Linked DNA regions of Sus scrofa: region 2 is linked to region 1. Evidence: chromatin contacts called from public Hi-C data. All regions are on one chromosome and are shown on one strand. The core of a region is the stretch at or near the end of the contact, and the rest is flanking DNA. Distances in the headings are between cores, read along the strand shown. Region 1 overlaps ANKRD55 (ankyrin repeat domain-containing protein 55). Region 2 overlaps MAP3K1 (mitogen-activated protein kinase kinase kinase 1).

The links. A called contact is a pair of places that touch in the nucleus more often than the background predicts.
Region 2: a Hi-C map of liver shows a contact between it and region 1, with 4 times the contacts expected there. The contact joins two enhancer-like sites. A contact is called at or near these places in 1 of 47 Hi-C or Micro-C datasets (liver) and 2 of 2 datasets of contacts at active chromatin or transcription factors (alveolar macrophages and skeletal muscle).

The regions. Positions count from the first base shown.
Region 1 is chr16:35,550,478-35,553,027 of Sscrofa11.1, forward strand. All of the region lies in intron 2 of ANKRD55 (ankyrin repeat domain-containing protein 55), which reads right to left. Among named protein-coding and RNA genes, the nearest start is that of ANKRD55, 110 kb to the right of the region's middle. Within about 2 kb of position 1,289, at least 23 of the 83 cell types and tissues checked have an H3K27ac peak or open chromatin away from gene starts, as enhancers often do. A contact at or near this core is called in alveolar macrophages and liver, where this site is marked.
Region 2 is chr16:35,898,990-35,901,539 of Sscrofa11.1, forward strand. The region is part of intron 1 of MAP3K1 (mitogen-activated protein kinase kinase kinase 1); the gene reads left to right. Among named protein-coding and RNA genes, the nearest start is that of MAP3K1, 28 kb to the left of the region's middle. Within about 2 kb of position 1,277, at least 14 of the 83 cell types and tissues checked have an H3K27ac peak or open chromatin away from gene starts, as enhancers often do. A contact at or near this core is called in alveolar macrophages and liver, where this site is marked.

The DNA.
Region 1 (2,550 bases), core at 39-2,538:
AGGTTCCCAGGCTAGGGGTCTAATCAGAGCTGTAGCCACCAGCCTATGCCACAGCCATAGCAACACAGGATCCGAGCCACCTCTGTGACCTACACCACAGCTCACAGCAGGCAACGCCAGATCCTTAACCCACCGAGCGAGGCCAGGGACCAAACCCACAACCTCATGCTTCCTAATTGGATTCATTAACCACTGAGCCATGATGGGAACTCCAGGGGGCTATAATTTTTTTAAATTCACTCTTATATTTATTTATTAATCTTTTGGGAAGTTCTTGTCATGGCTCAGAGGGTTAAGAACCTGACTAATACCCATGAGGAGATGAGTTCGATTCCTGGGCTGGATCAGTGGGTTAAGGATCTGGCATTGCTGCAAGCTTTGGTGTAGGTGTGGCTCAGATCCCACATTGCTGTAGCTGTGGTGCAGGCGGGCAGCTACAGTTCTAATTCAACCCCTGGCCTGGGAACTTCCATATGCCATAGGTGCGGCCATAAAAAGAAAAAAATAGTAATTTTTTGGCCATGACTACAGCATGCAGAAGTTCCCAGGCCAGGGTCTGAACCTGTGTCACAGCTGTGAAAATGTCTTAACACTAGGCCACCAGGGAACTCTCTTGTGGCTATACTTTTTGTTTTCGTGGTTTGTCTCTAGCATATTTTCTGAAGCCCAATTTTATTGCAATTCTAATTTTTCAGGCCTGGGGTAGGGCCTGGGGAACTTCCTCAGTGCTCAGCCCAGGAGATTCTGACCTTGGAAGTTCCCAGGTCCACTTAGAGATATACTTCTTTGGACTCAGGGCCAGGCATTTCATCTCTTCAAAAGCAATCTCCACCTTCTTTTCATTTTAAGTAGCCATTTTTTTCTTTTTTTAAAAAAAATCAGAGTTAAAATTGTTATCAGAGGTTTTGCTAAAGCATTCAGCAAAAATATTTACATTTGCATTTCAATGATTCCAGAATTTGAAGCATTACAGTTTTGAAAAGGAACCTAGTATTAATTTTGGAAGGAGATTTTCTATAGACACTCCATATTGTGTAGAAAATAGGGCTGGTATTCTCTAAAGACATTTTTTGGCAGTTTCATAATCTGTCTGAGGGTTCATGGCTTCTCCCAGCAGCGCAGGGAAAAACTCCATGCAAATGAGTCACTCCAGGGTTCCTCTATGCAAATGAATAAGTTGCCTTATCTGTTGCCCAGAAGTTCCCTTTCCAGTGAAAACCACTCTGAAGCGGGTTACTGGTTACTGAAATGGTCTGGATGAGAGGCCCCAGTTGGGCAAGCACCTCTAAGTAAACAGAAGGGGTCACATGATTTACTGGGTAATGAGTGTTCGCTGGAAGGCATGTGGTGTGAGGTTACTGTCCAGTCAGAGGGAGATAAGAGGGGAAAAACAATAATAACAACAGAAAACTTATTTGCTTTTGTTTTTAAGGGAAACTCCCCTCCTGTGTGTATCCTCCCCCTGAGGCTCTTTCTGAACCAGTTCCTCCAGGCAGAGTGATTCCGTCCTTGATGTGGGGACTGAGCTGAGCTTGGGGATGAGGTTCTCTGTGAGCACTCTAGTCGGCTGCTCATTCATGACTGGGGATCTCTTTTCTGCAAGAGGCTTCTTGCCAAATATTTCCTGAGATCCTTCTCCGACATTCCTCTTTAACAAGTCTTCCCCTTGCCCTGGTTGGGTTTTCGGCTGGTTATCTGCAGAACATTTGCTTGGTACTTGAGAATAAATTACCCACTTGACAGAAGAACCCACTTGCTATACGGTTTTTGTTTGTTTGTTTGTCTGTTTCTTTTGAGGATAGGGTGGGGACAGCCAAGCCTGCAAGTTAAACAAGAGAGGCAATGGGCTACTCAGACTCTGGTCCAGGGTAGAAGACTCCCTTGACTGATTATACCAGTTACTGAGCTGCTTTACTCTTTACTGGTTTTCTGGAGTTCCAAATGCTGAATAATCCATTCTCAGGGGTCAACCACAGTTGACAAATTCCAGAGTAATGCTCATATCTTTTCTACTGTGGATTGAAATTTGCTTATCACTTCTACAAATCAAGGACAAAAACACCAACAACCTAATCTACAAATGGGAAAACGATATGAACATACACTTCAGAGAAAAAGACATGTAAATGGTTCTTAAACACATGAAATGATGCTTAATTTTTGTTAAGCCAATTTCAGATTATTTCAAAATAAAAAGATAATTTTAAAAATACTATTTTCACTCATAAGAGAAAAGCAAAAACTATATGACTGGAAGAATAAAAGGGGCTTCTGGATGATAGTGAGGAAGAATAAAAACTCAGGTAGTCCATGTAGGAATATAGGCTTCAATGCATTCTTTGATATGGCTATTGATTAACATTTGTGGCTTAAGGATTCCAGGGAGTAACATCATGCCCACAGGCCTTATTTACTATAGAGAGTGTATCTACACCCAGATGGACATTAATCCCCAACACCCTATGACTCAGTTTACAGGAAGAGAAGGGCAAAGAAGCCATGAGACTTAGGGGACAGGTCCACCCCTATCACTCCTACTGGACAAGGACT
Region 2 (2,550 bases), core at 27-2,526, 350 kb after region 1:
AAAAAAAAAAAAACTTGAGAACTAATTTACACTGTAGAAAAGCTGCCAAAGGTTAAGAATTTACAGATAAATTTACCATAAAATGCTGAATAAGAAAACGTGACCTGGGAGTAAAAGATACATCCTATTTGGAGTTCTGCTGTGGCTCGGTGGTAATGAACCTGACTAGTATCCATGAGGACACGGGTTCGATCCCTGGCCTTGCTCAGTGGATTAAGGAACCGGCATTGCTATAGGCTTCGGTGTAGGTTGTAGACGAGGCTCAGAACCCCTGTTGCTCTGGCTGTGGTGTAGGCTGGTGGCTATAGCTCCAGTTCGACCACTAGCCTGGGAACTGTCATATGCTATGGGGGCAGCCCTAAAAAGACAAAAACAAAACAAAAAAGAGTAGCAGCAGCAGCATAAATACTGATAGTAGTAGTTGCAGTAGTTATGTTTATTTTGTGCTTCCCATATACTTGGCACTGTTTTAGTGCTTCATCCACCATGTTCGTTCATTTTAAAACTATGAGATGACCTTGCTGTTCAGTGGGAAAATTAAAAAATAAATAAATAAAATAAATAAATAAATAAAACTATGAGATGAGAACTATATGCAAAGGGCTTAAAACAGTGAAAGACACATAGACTATGTACACCATAAATACTGGCTATTATCTGCATTTTACACAGGAAGAAATTAGGGGGGTGAACTTCCTTGTAAGGATTTTACCTATAAACTTATTTTAATCCTAATAGCAACTCTGTTTGGTAGGAATTATTATCCCTTTTACAGTGAGGAAGTTGAGATACAGAGAGGTTAAATAACTTGGGCAAAGCCATATAGCTAGTAGGTGTCAGACCTTGGATTTGAACCCAAGCCTTCTAGCTGTAGAACTCATGCCATTGTTCACTGCTGTATGTCTTGTGATGATGTTCGTGGTATGGCTTCTTTATCTATCCTCTCCTAGAAGCATAGCTTTCAGGTTATGTCATCTCTGTTGAATAAGAAGCCCTTTTGATTTTGTCGTGTATACAACTGAGACTTTACTGGTTTTGGTGGCTATTAGCCAGTAAGTGTCCCTAATAGACCCTCCCCCCATACTTTCTAAGTTCCCCCATGTGGGCCTGGTATGTGCCAGTGAATGAATTTGGTCAGTTCCTTGTAGCCATCTCTGTGCAGCACTGGTTCCTCACCCATCACCCTCACTTCCTTCAGCCACATTGGTCTCACTGCCTCTGCTGTGCACTGCTTCTGCCCTGACCTACTTCCCACCAGTCATTGCCAGGAGCACTGTCATCCGTGCTGAGAACACACGAGTGCTCCCACTGTGCCAGAGCTCCATGGGTTTGCAGTGAAGGGAGGACCATGCACCAGGTTCCTTTTTTAGTTCATATTCTCGGGCTTTCCTCTAGGCATAGAGAGATTTGTAGAGAAAATGACTTGTCAGGGGTTTTTTTGGTTTTCGTTTATGAGTCTTTTTTTTTTTTTTTTTTTTCCCACTGATGTCTTTGTGTTTATCCCAGACCAAAGTCCTTGGCAGAGAGTGAGTGGACTAGGCAGGAGCAAATCTTAGTGACACTCTCTGGCCTCTGTTGTGGTTAGATTGGACCACGTTTGAATGTCTCACACCCACTTCTCTTAGGATGAATTCGTACCAGGTGAATTTACCCATCTCTAGCTGGCTGTCAGGTTATCTTTTTCCCTCATATTTTGATTCTTGGAGCTTTAGTTGCACTGAACACAGTTCCTGAATTTTATGATAGCTTAAGAAGTCTTAAATAGTAAGACATTAAAATAGCTGATGTTCATCTTCTCTGGATTTTTCTTTTCAGATCTCTTGTCTAATTTGAGTCAGAAAGTTCTATAGAGATGATCCAGTACAGACTGCTTACGGTATCTTCTAAGAACCACTACTCTATTAAAGGTGTTTTGCTAAAAAAGGACTTCTGTGCCAAATAAGCGTGAGGAGTGCTGCATACCTTCTGGTTTAACACCCCCCCCCACCCCCAGCCCCTGCAAAGTATGCTGCACACAGGTCTTTGAATAAGCTTGTTATAACTTTGGTGTTTCCTGAACAGCAGAATCATAAACTGTTTAGTATTCTATAGAATGTTGTTTTCATCAAAGCTGGTCAAGAAAATTTTTCAGCCTTCATCTGCTCTTTGCTTATCAGTTCTGTTCGTTCCTTTAAAATTATTTAGGCATCATCTTCTCTGTAGATCTTTCTAGGACTTCCCTAAATGAAATTAAGGAGGGAAATCCACTCCATACTTGCAACCCTTTATGATATATCAAAATACTTTTATTATAGCAGAACTGGCATCTGTTTTCGCTGTTCTGCTAGACTCAGTGCCTAGAGAAACAGAGATCTTGTTTTATCTTTTCTTTATCCCACTTTGTATTTATATCTGTTGCCTAGCCCCGAGCTTACACATACTAGGCATGCCAGCAGTCAGTCATTGAACACAGTGGTTTTCTAGCATTAAAAGCATGGAGAAGAAAAGCTAAGTTTGTCAGGAAGTCATTCTTCCTCATTATGAGCATCCCAGTTAACATGACTTTCCACC